Regions from separate parts of the Sus scrofa genome. Here region 2 is linked to region 1. Evidence: chromatin contacts called from public HiChIP or PLAC-seq data. All regions are on one chromosome and are shown on one strand. The core of a region is the stretch at or near the end of the contact, and the rest is flanking DNA. Distances in the headings are between cores, read along the strand shown.

Region 1 (6,247 bases), core at 1,371-3,870:
AAAAAAATTTTTTGACAGTGTCAGTATATGCCACCAGATATGGACCTTGGCCTGCCATTCAGCAGCTTCTAAATTAGGAAAATTAACTTCCCAGGAAGTCAAGTTGAAATGAGTAAATTTCCAAGAGATTCTATGTCACTATATTCTGACCTGTAACTTTTTAACAGTTTGAACAAAGGACATAAAGGTGAAAGATTCTTTGCCTTGGTTGGAATTTTCCTGCCTAAAAAAAAAAGAAAAAGACTCCAGTTCCCATCTTTTCCCAGTTAATCAATTCCTTATCAACAAGTGGCCTGTCTGCCACCATCAAGGCTAAACCAATGCTTTCTTTGCACACTGTAGTTTCAGTGCTTTAGCTAAAGACAGGTTTGTTCACTTGTCTCTTTTATAAGAGTTCACCCATATCAGGTCAATAAATAGCAAATTATTTGCCCTCAGCATCCCTCCAATCACTTTTCTCCAAAGCCAATTTCTGTTGTGGCTGTCTTTGCTCCTGCCCAGTTGGAGCAGTGGATCTGAAGAATCAAACTGAGTATTTTCTCGGATAACTGAAAAGAAACTACAAAATCTCTCACACTATGTGTGTATGAAGGAGTGACTCACCCCCCTGAGAGTTAATTGGGGCTAATTATGACCAGCCTGACTTGTCACAACAAAACATCTGGCATAACTTGCTTACTCTCAGACAGGGGAGTTGCCTCCACCCTCTCCATGCACATGCTTCCTTTTGAAGCTCACCGTTTTGAAAACAAGGTGTGTGCTTTTCAACGTATGATTATTCAAAGTGGGAGAGGACCCGGGAATGCCTGAGTAGGAATTCAGCTCACAATTAAGCCCTGGCAAGATGAACTCATACGACGGGGGAGAGAAAAATGTCCTTCTTACCACATGGTAAATGGAGACAGCAGCAATTAAGAATGGTGATTGTCTTCTTCCCCTCTACTTTATTTTTTTCCTACTTATATACTAACCCTTTACCCAGAGCTCTTCTTTGCCAAAAAGGCTGGATTTCTCAGTTTGGGTTTCTTTGCTCAACGTTGGTGTGTTTCCAGCACTGCAGGGGAGATAAATGCAGGAACGGGCAAAAATTCAACGCCTTCCTTCCAGGGATTCAGTCTGCCTTCCCTCAGCCTGCACTTGATGGAAGGAGACTCTACACTTTTATCTGCTTATATGGACTCCATCCCTCCTTCCCGTGTGATACACCCTCAACTTTCTCATGCTGTCTTGTAAGGTTTCCTTTTGGGGTATACACACTGAAGAGCACAGTACGGGAAGGATGCAAGCTGGCCAGAACGGTGACCTTTAAATTAAGAACAGCAACTATTTGAGCCAAGCTTTACATACAGTATCATATCTAATCCCCACAGGATCTCGATCTCCATTTTAAGGACGAGAGGACAGGTCTGACGGTATAAAGAGAATTTGTGCCTTTCAATCAAGATAACCCGGTTGGTGGCAGAATTGGGATTCAAACCCACCTACTTCTAAGGCTGCCTCTAGTAAATAACTACAAATACCAGTATCCCTTGCAGCGCCCCAATGCGCAAACGCACTCCCCCCCAAGACCTCCATGGCTCCACGCCCCCGCCTCCCAGTCCTAAAAGGTTGGATCGAACATCCAATCAGATGTCGCCGCTCCCTGTTTCCGACCAATGGGAAGGCTGTTGCTAACATACTGGTTATATTTTTAGCGCTTCAGCACCAGGGAGCGGCGAGCCAGATCTCGCTGGGTTGCGACTCGCGAGGAGAGGAGAGGGGAAGGGAGGAGAGGGAGGTGGGGGAGGAGGAAAAAAAGGGGAGGGATGGAGTCGGGCAAGGCGGTGGGGGCGTGTAAGTGACGCTCTGCCACTTGCTGACGCACAAGCAAGTAGTCCCTGGAGGTGCCCCAGGGGATAAAGCGCTCGGGGTGTGGGGGATGGGGACGCTCCGGCCCAGGCTCCCTCCCCCTTCTTGTCCCCTTGGAGTTTGCCCTCCAGTCCAGCGTTTCTCCGCTGCAGTCAGGAGAAGCGCATTAAACCCCTACGCTACCATTGCCGCCTGTCCTTGCCAAAAAAAGTGATCAAGGAAAAAAAAACTGCAAACCGTGTCTGGAAACTTTTGGATCTCGCCACCCCACGTGGGTTCGGCGACTGCCGTTGGGCCGGAACCATCTAGAATGAGAATAAAGTGTGAGAGAGAGTTAGGGAATGGGCGATTAAAGAAGGGATGGGAATAAGACTTAAGGCGAAAGCTCCCAGTGGCCCTGGGCTTCACCTGGCAGTCTACCGTGCCTGTGACCTCACTCGGCACAGGCCTCCCCACCCCCAACTCCGCGCCCCTCACAGTGACAAAGTAGCCGAGTGACCCCCTTGGCCATAGCAGGGGCAAGGGATGTAAGTGCGAGTCTGAATCAAGGGACCGTCTGGTGCGCAAGCCTGGGGCATCTGGCATAAACAGGCGCCCTAGGATGCCGGCGAAGGCTGTTGCTGAAGGATGAGGCTCCAGTAACCCCTTTTTTGGGGGGGGTTCGACGACTGGGAAGAACCAAAAGGGGCGTCCTCTGACGCCGGAGCTCCGCCTGCAGCAGGCGGAGGACGCGCTCGCGCGTCTGCGCAGAGAGCGCTGGCCGGGTCCCTGCGGTGAGGTTAACCCGCGCCAGAGGCCGCGAGTGGAAGGTTAATGTATCGCTTGGCTCTTTTTCCTGCGCCCCCATCCTCCTCGCCCCTTCTTACTCCCGTTTTGCGTGCCCAAGCCCCGGTTTCTCCCTCGCACTCCCCTCGACGTTAGGCGTCGTCCCCAAATGAGGCACGAGGCTCTTGGAAGATTCGGGACAACTGGAGTTGATAAAGGTCCAAAATCTGTCCAGAACTCCAGTAGTCCCCTGAGCTCCCCACCCGCGAAGAGATTTTACTGGTGTGGTGCGAGTGCTGCGGGAAAAGTCGGACTGTCAGATGCGCCGAGCTGAAGGGATTCGCCGAGGTGGCCTGCGCGATGGTTCGGGAAAGCATACGAACCCTCGGCGCCAGGGCAGGTGCAGGGCTGAAGACACAGCGGGGACGTCCCCTTCTTTTGGACACCCATTCATCCAGCACACCTAAAGTGAGCAGCTGGGTCCCAAACCGGGACCCTACCCTCGCAAGCTTGCTGTCTGCATAGGGAAACACTTTACACGATGAGGACAATTTGAGCAGTTTGGGCATGAAGAAAATAACTACGATGCCGGCGTCGTGATGGGAAGGGGAGGCGGCCCGCGTTACACAGGGCGGTCAGAGGCAGCCTTGCTGATATTTGAGCCAGGATCTGAGTGAGGAGGGTGACCGGCCACCCACGCGTAGGACTAGGGCGGTGGCCAAGGGCCCCCGGGTTCCACGCGGAGCAGGGAGCCGCGCGCCTCCAGGGGTTAAGCTGCCTGCTGGCTGGGAAGTAGTCCCGGCCCAGCGCCCGGCCCCGCCCCTGCAGGGCGGAGGGACGCATCACGCAGGGGTGGGGAAGGCGGATCCGTGCGCAGGGTTGCTAAGGGTGAAACTTTTCATTGACTTTGCTCACTTCGGGCCGGGGCGCGGGAAGGAGCGGGTTCTTGGTGGGGGGGAGCGAGTGGCTTGGGAAACGCGAGGCCAGAAGGGCAAGACCAATTCGCCGGCCACAGCCCAGACCGTACTCCGCCCCGCGACACGAACCACCCTCGAGTCCGCCATCCGCGGTTCGTCGCCGCCGGCCGGCCCGCCCGCCCTCCGTCCCTAGCCGCCGAGCCCGACCTCCAAAAAGCAGAAAGAATTATTGAGAATCATAACCCATAAGCCCCCTCAATCGTCCCCCAACCCTCAACGAAGAAAAAGACACCTTGGCCCCCGGCCGGGCGGCGCCCGGGAGAGAAGGGAGAGTGACCTCCGCCCCGCGCTCAGGACCACCCTGGAGGGAGAAGCCGCCCCGCGGCCGGCACACCGCCCCGCCACCGCGGAGACCCGAGTGAGTGAGTAGGAACCTTGCGGGCGGGGGGGGCCCCAGACCCAATAGGCCGGATGCCTTTCCCCACCCTCGCCCCACTCCAGCTCTTTTTGCTGGACACTCCACGTTGCGGTCGCACCCCCCCTTACACCTGATCAACATTTTCCTTTCTCTTCCCACCTCCCTCTGGAACCCCCCCTTGCCCTGTGCTACTCTTTCCTTTCACGTCGCTCTCATCCTGGGGTATCCCAGAGTCCCTGTCTCCCCCTGTTCCAAGTGCGGCCACCTCCTGGGTGGGGTGCATTCCCTCCCTCCTCCGCCTCCCTCCGTTCTTCATAGCCTAGGGAGTCGCTAGATTTTCCTTGTTCCCCCTGAAAAATAACTCCCACCACTATTAAATAAATCAGAGGAAGGAAGAGGATCCAGGCCTTGTTTTTCTCCTTCTTTTCTCCGGTGCGAGGAATGGGGTGGTAATAATTAATAGGGTTTATTTTTGGCCCTGTGGAGCCTGAGGAATGGAGGGTGAACACCCCCCTTTTGAACCGGTCAGGACTGTCCTCTGGCTGCCCAGCCTGAATTGACCATTTCGTCTTGAGCTTTTTATCCTCGTTAATGTTTTCAAGGAAAACTGGGCAGAAAAAAAAGTACCCTTAAGCAGTATCAACGAGTGGATTCTGGTTGATCCTGGTGAGGTGCCTAGGAGAAAGCTCCCTATTCCTACGCTCCTTCCCCTCTTGTCCAGAAGATGGACTGTGCCCTTGACCAGAAAGGGAGAGGAAGGAGGGAGCACAGAGAGGAGGGGCAGCTGGCAGACCTTTCCCACCCCCTAGAGGAACCAGAACCCCACACAGCGGGCGTCAACTCAGGGGCTAGCCCAACGGGGTTCCAGGCGGCGTCTGCTCAGTATCTTAACCATTTTTTATCTTTCCTACCCACACTACGCTGGGAGTGGGTCCCTCATCTTTGATTTAACAGCAGGAAAACACCCCTATTGCTTTCTTGGGTGCCTGCCCCCATCCCCCTCTTGAGCAGAGGTGGAAAGAAGCTAGTGTGGGAGGAAGGATTAGGGAGGTTTAACACCCAGCAGGGGAGCTTTGCGAGGATCTGGTAAGTCTGGTCATAGAGAAGGCCTTGCAATAGGAGTCTGACAAACAATTTTAAGTATTAGAAGATGTAGTTCAGGTATCAGATGTACAATTTTTCCTTCCCTGCCCGGGAACCTTTTCCCATTACCTTGCCAGGTCTGGTTACTCGGACTTGGATTAGAAGGGGGGTAAGACTTCGGCCCTGCTGGCATCAGGGCCTGATTTTCGGCCCAGTGCCTCCCCGTAGCTTAAAACTGGGAGTTTCTTCGGCTGAGAGGATGGGAGAACTGGGTTTAATTCCTGCCTTTCCTGGCTGTGAGGGTGCAGCAGCCGAGCCTGCTGGGCAGTGAATGAAAAGGCTCTTTTTTCTTTGAATACACCGTCCCTGCAGCAACTCCAAAAGGAGACCACTCAGCCCAAAGAATACAGATGAAGCGGCGGGGTTTGGGGCTGGGGAGGGGGAGGAATGTGAGGCTATCTATCCCAGTTTACCGCCTTCACCCAGGAAAAACTCACTAGAAGCAGATCTTAAATCAGCAGCCATGAAGAAAGAGGAGGAAAGGAAAGTTGAGTTTCTCAAGAAGCCGAGACAGGGATATTGGTGGGGCGATACCGTAAGGGGAGTAGGCCTGATGAGTAGAATTTATATAAAATGTATTAGGAGGTGGGTGGGGGAGGGGCGCCCTCTGCCACAGCGCGCATGTGCATCGGAAACTTTTCCTGGTTCTCCGACCCTCCGCCAGCTCCCCTTACCGGGCATGCGTAGCTCCCGGCTGAGTCTTCGCAAAGTACGCTGGGAAGTGTAGTGTGCCCACAAAGTAGGTCATATGCTTCAACCTGAGTGTTAAGTGTCTGAAGACTGCAATTCCCAGAGCGCAGAGCGCGCCTTTGCCGCCGCCCTCTCCTACGTTGGGGCTCAGTCTGGTCTTCCTGGCTTTAGAGGAACCGAAGTGCCTTGGAGAGGGCCCTTTTTGTAGCAAGAAGCCTTGTAGCCATACTTGGGCTTTCGCAGTCCATGTTTCAGGGAGATGGTGTGAGACTGTGGGCGGGGTGGTGTAGTCAGCACAAATCCTGGAAGCCTTTCAACTTTACCCCGCCCGTCTGAGCCTCCGCCTCCAACGGGCCACCGCCTTGCCTTTGGGACCCGTGTGGTGGGATGAGGCCATTCCCGGTCTCTTGCTCCCCAGAACCGGTCTTGTCAAAATTGAGGACCTTAACTCCTCCCCCCGCTTTTT
Region 2 (6,052 bases), core at 3,102-5,601, 540 kb after region 1:
TTGCTAATAATAGCCAAAATTAATGCACCCAAGTAGGCAAATGTATCAAGTGAGTAGTATTTAATCTGTGCCAAGCACTTCTGGTGATGACCCAATTTTATTTGGATGAGGAAGCTGAAGCACCTATGTAAGTAAATTGCCCATGGTAGCACAATTTACGGAACTTATTAGCAGGCTCTTCCCTTAAGATGTCTTTTCTCCTATATTCTGTGTTTCCCCCTATGTGTACAAGGTTGCTTCTTGGAGAATTACTCGTCTATTCAAGAAATTGTAAACAATGTATATTTGAAGGGCATTAGTTAAATGAGTGCCACGCTATTGAGTGCTGATATTCACAAACATGGGAGCTTCTCATAGGGGCTGTCCACTTGTGATGGGCCCAGTAAGAGGGCTAGTTTTAAAAATCAGGGTGTAGGAGTCCCCATTGTGGCACAGTGGAAAAGAATCCGACTGGTATCCATGAGGACACAGGTTTGATCCGTGGTCTTGCTGAGTGGGTCAGGGATCCAGCATTGCCGTGGATGTGGCATAGGCCGGCAGCTGTAGCTCTGATTCGACCCCTAGCCTGGGAGCTTCCACATGCTGCAGATGCGGCCCTAAAAAGCAAAAAATAAAATAACAAAAATTATGGTGTAGGAGTTCCCGTTAAGGCTCAGTGGTTAACGAATCTGACTAGGAACCATGAGGTTGCAGGTTCCATCCCTGGCCTTGCTCAGTGCGTTAAGGATCTGGCGTTGCTGTGAGCTGTGGTGTAGGTTGCACATGCAGCTTGGATCCAGTGTTGCTGTGGCTCTGGTGTAGGCCAGTGGCCACAGCTCTGATTCAACCCCTAGCCTGGGAACTTCCATATGCCACAGAAGCAGCCCTAGAAATGGCCAAGAGACAAAAAAATAAAAATTATGGTGTAGTAATTTTTAAAATTCAGTGTGTATCACTATTTACAGCGAATAAAGTGTAACTTTAAATGGAATGCATATAGTTGGGGGGGTAGGGTGAGATTCCCTAAAGTAGATGTAAAATTAATGAAGCTATTAAACTTATAAAAGCTCAAATTTAGCAGTTCCTACTGTGGCTCAGCAGTACAAATCCAACTAGCATCCATGAGGATGAGGGTTCAATCCCTGGCCTCAGTGGTTTAAGGATCTGGCATTACTGTGGTGTTGGTGGCAGCAAAAGGCACCACCGTTTGCACTAGTTCAGCAAACATTTTGAAACGATTGTTAAGTATTAAGCAGAACCAGAGTGAGGGGGGTTGTAAATAGAACTAGTATGAACACACACAGAAGTGCTATGAAAATCTTAGTACATGGTATATAATCAGGATGTTTTAGTGGCTCACTCAGATCACTGGGATACTTGCAGGTTGTAGTGTAACTTGACCATAAATATGCCAGTGTAGAAACTATGTACATGAAATGTAAGGTTCTGGCTAAGTTACTTTTATTTTGTAGTGACAGTGTAGATGTGAACAAAATGACAGTAAATTTTTTGAAGTTCCTGCAGTGGCACAATGGCTTAAGAATCCGAATGCAGTGGCTTGGATAGCTGAGGAAGTGCAGGTTCAATCCCTAGCCCAGGTGCAGTGGGGTAAAGGATTCGGCGTTGCTGCCGCGTCAGATTCAGTCCTTGGCTTGGGAATTTCCATGTGCCCCAGGTGCAGCCATAAAATTAAAAAAAAAAATTTATAAGTACTGTTTTTGCAGTGTGGAACTTCATGCTGATGTGATTCAGGAAGGTCTCTGAGAAAAAAATAGTAAATAGGAATACTGAGATGTGAAAGTGAATTTTAAGAGCAAGCAAAAAAGTTACGATTTTTAGAAATTGAAAATAGCTCTGTAAGAAATGCAAATCAAAACTACCATGAGATATCACCTCACACCAGTCCGAATGGCCATCATTAATAAATCCACAAATAACAAGTGCTGGAGGGGCTGTGGAGAAAAGGGAACCCTCCTGCACTGTTGGTGGGAATGTAAACTGGTACAGCCACTATGGAGAACAGTTTGGAGATACCTTAGAAATCTATACATAGAACTTCCATATGACCCCGCAATCCCACTCTTGGGCATCTATCCGGACAAAACTCTACTTAAAAGAGACACATGCACCCGCATGTTCATTGCAGCACTATTCACAATAGCCAGGACATGGAAACAACCCAAATGTCCATCGACAGATGATTGGATTCGGAAGATGTGGTATATGTACACAATGGAATACTACTCAGCCATAAAAAAGAATGACATAATGCCATTTGCAGCAACATGGATGGAACCAGAGAATCTCATACTGAGTGAAGTGAGCCAGAAAGACAAAGACAAATACCATATGATTTCACTTATAACTGGAATCTAATATCCAGCACAAATGAACATCTCCTTAGAAAAGAAAATCATATAGACTTGGAGAAGAGACTTGTGGCTGCCTGATGGGAGGGGGAGGGAGTGGGAGGGATCGGGAGCTTGGGCTTATCAGACACAACTTAGAATAGATTTACAAGGAGATCCTGCTGAATAGCATTGAGAACTTTGTCTAGATACTCATGTTGCAACAGAAGAAAGGGTGGGGGAAAAATATAATTGTAATGTATACATGTAAGGATAACCTGACCCCCTTGCTGTACAGTGGGAAAATTAAAAAAAAAAAAAATAAAATAGCTCTGTAGAGGTAGTTCTGTTTAATAGATAATGTATGTACATAAGTGCTTGCACTGTTTATATGACTTGTAGAGTAGAAAGGTAATTCTGTCTTGATTGAGATATTTTTTGATAGCTGGGATGCAAAAGATTTCACACAGATGAACATGCTGTCTGCTCTAGGTCATACCCTACAAATAGAATTATGAGAAATTACACTGTGGGAGTTCCCACTGTGGCTCAGCTCAGTGTTTTTCAGTGTTAGAAACCCAACATAGCCTCCGAGAGGATCTGGGTTGGCTCCCTAGCCTCCCTCTGTGGGTTAAGGATCCATTGTTGCCACAAGCTGTGGAGTAGGTAGCAGAAGTGGCTCGGCTCCAGTGTTGAGGTGACTGTGGCCTAGGCCACAGCTGCAGCTCCTATTAGACCCCTGGCCTGGGAATGTCCACATACCACAGGTGCGATAGTAAAGAAAAAATATTAATCGTGTTCAATTACCATCATAAAGACAGTATATTTATAAATCTGCATGCTACATAATCCGGTTTGTTCTTGAGAGAGCTTTCAATTTAATTAGGAGTTCATGAGAACTGAGTTCTCAAATTTTCAGCAGACAAGCTTCTATGTTCTAGTGCCAGAATCCTATCTTCATTTGACTTTCACTGCGCCTTCCTGTCATGACTCTAGAGGGTGGTAGAAATGATTCCTACAACAGGACATCTAGCGGCAACTTAAATTAGTACATACAAATAAGCACTTCTAAATACGTGTCCCCAGCTCGTCTTTGACTTAGCTGTGGTCACCACCCTAAATGAAAGGGAGTTTAAAGGGAAAGGGATCCTAACCAGTGGTGGTTAAAATATTTTCTGCAAATTTTGTGAAAACACAAGCAGGTGAACATCTTTAGGGCCCTCTGCTGGGAGTAAATGTAAAGGGCAGAAAACATTGAGGCTGGCTGTAGTAAGTACTCGAGGATTATCAGCAAGGATTATAAAAGTAAACTAACCGGTCCTGAAGCTGGCAGAGACGCTGAACTATGGTGCCCAAGTGAAGAAGTAAGGTTGAAGTTCTAAAGCATGGTGTATTATGCTATGATGTCGGTGAGGGGTGGTAGCGTGTGGTTTTCTAGTTCTGTGTAGTTTGGTTTTTCACTTTTCAACACAAAAGAAGTTTTTTCTTCTGCATTTTATAAAGTATATCTACATAATTTGTAATCCTCACAGCAGGTAGAGTCGATTTTAATTATCATTTCACAAAGGAAACCAAAAGGTTAAATGATCTTCCTAGCTGCTAACTAGTTTGTTCCCATCTCTTTATGATTATCTGATTCCCTGAAGCTCAAGTTCTCTTCCTACCAGGAGGTAGACCTGCCCAAGCAATACTTACTTCCGCTTGACCAAAATGTGACTAAAAACACTAGTGAGAAGAAAACAGGAAAATGAATCCCCCATCTTTCTTGTCTCCAGCTTGTCTTACGGACAGAAGTGGAGAAAAAGGAGGCTGCGTAGGTTTTCTGTCGCCCCCTGTGTTGGAGTTGACGTGAAGCACGACTGGCCAAGCCCTGGGAACTCCAGGGAACCACAGGGGTGGTGGGGCCAGCACGCACTGCCCCGCCCGGCGCAAGCCTCGGGGGCCAATCAGAACCAAGGGGCGTCCTCAGGCCCGCCTTCCCTTCCCTCCAGCCTCTGGCCGGGAGACTGGGCGCCCTGTGACCCGGAAGGAGTTGTTTTGGAGGAGGCGGGCTTGAGAGGGTGGAGTTTCTGACGCTACCTCTCGGGGCTCCAGTGCTTCTTTCCTCTCTCGACTGGCTGTGGCTCCTGCTGGAGAACTGTGACCAGGTCTGCGGGAACCGCACCTATGGCTTCCGTGCTGTCCTACGAAAACCTGGTCCACGCCGTGGCAGGAGCCGTGGTGAGGCGGGGTCTTCACGTCCGGGCCATTGCGGGTGTGGGGCTTCTCTGGGGCCGGACCGGGATGTGACTGGGGGATGGGGATGAGAAGGAGTTCGTGTGGAGTCTCTTGGCCTGACTGGGGCGAAGAGGAATGGGGCTTAGGTGAAGTGTTGCTAGAAGCATTTGGGGTGAAGGCCGACACTTACCCTCCGCCTCTGGCTACCGCTCTGGCCAGTTAGAGAATATCTGGGATGTAGGCAGCGGTGGTCCCACACACCCTCGGGGAGAAAGTAATTGCAGTTTTCTTTGACTTCGGAAATATAAAGGGCAGTCATTCCCCCTCTCCCTCCCCCACTCCACACACAGACTTTGTCTCACTGGGCCAGAGGCGAGCCTTGGTGTAAAGCTGTGTTGCTTAATCACATGCTTAATTACACATCTTGCTGCAGGCAAGTGGTAGAACCTAGTCGGGGTACCTCTTGTTCTTGGCAGAAGAAAAATACCTCTTTTTGTTTTGTTTTGTTTTAATTAAATCAAGATCAAAGTTCCCCTCTACCCAGGTGTGGTTTACTCTGAGGAATATGCTTGGTTCTTGGGCTTCTGTATGTCTCGCTTCCATTTGACACCACTCCCTTTTCCTAGGAACTTTACACTCTGGGTTTGGGTAATTTCCCCTCCTGGTTCTTATCCTGTTTCTCTGACTGCCTTTCCTTACATCCCTCTCTAGCTGTCGACGTGCACCTGGACTCATTGGGACTTCAGAAGAACATTACTGAGTCCTCTCCTAGTCCCCCCAAACTGCACTGTGAGCTCAGGATTCTGTGCATAATAATGGGAATTGAACCGCAACTCCATCATGTGTTGGATAGGTGGTCTTTAAATGTCACTTTCCGAATCTGTAAAGGGGGGGTATTGACACCTACTTCACAGAGTTGTTAACGTGATTTAGGTGACACAGTAGTTCATGGAAGTGTCTGATTTGGAAGTCTTGGTTCATTCAATTAGACTAGAAGAGCTTTCCAGCCAGTGTAAAGTCTTGCTCTGCAGTGGAGGCTTGCTTGACCTGCTCTAGGATGGGCGTGGAGACCTCTGTGTCTGGAATGGAGACAACAAAGATGCAAGTGGGTTTCAGGGGACCAAGTGGTGTGAGACTTTTCACTCTGAGTGTGAAATACAGACAGCTAGCCAACTGTTGCGTTTTTGAGCATGCAGCAGCTTGCTGGTTTACATCATTCTGGCTGCTCTGTTGAAAGTAGACTGTCAGGGAGCAAGGGTGAAAACAGAGACGCTGTCAGGGAACCAGGATGGTAGCAGTGGAGGTGGTGAGAAATGATCGTTAAACCTGTAATAGGTTGCTGAGATTGAACCACCAGGGTTTGATAGTAGGTTGGATTTGGGGTGTAACAGAATGAAAGTTAGAGTTTTGGCTTCAGCAGCTGGACGGACGATATTCCCATTTACTGAGATGGTGAAGACTAAAGGAGGAGCAGTTTGGGGCAGGGGGAGGATGAGGAGTTTGCTTTT

Evidence for each region. HiChIP or PLAC-seq counts read pairs in DNA pulled down with a chosen protein or histone mark.
Region 2: a contact with region 1 is called in an H3K27ac HiChIP or PLAC-seq map of alveolar macrophages. The contact joins the promoter of SLC25A17 here to the promoter of TOB2 in region 1. A contact is called at or near these places in 1 of 5 promoter capture datasets (liver) and 1 of 2 datasets of contacts at active chromatin or transcription factors (alveolar macrophages).

What each region holds. Positions count from the first base shown.
Region 1 is chr5:7,083,777-7,090,023 of Sscrofa11.1, forward strand. TOB2 (protein Tob2) reads left to right here and starts at 2,621. Exons shown (of 2, transcript XM_021091455.1): 1 at 2,621-3,952. LOC110260629 (a long non-coding RNA gene) reads right to left here. Exons shown (of 7, transcript XR_002343880.1): 6 at 5,766-6,051; 7 at 925-2,153.
Region 2 is chr5:7,618,287-7,624,338 of Sscrofa11.1, forward strand. SLC25A17 (peroxisomal membrane protein PMP34) reads left to right here and starts at 4,352. Exons shown (of 9, transcript XM_003126004.4): 1 at 4,352-4,547. The coding sequence starts at 4,494.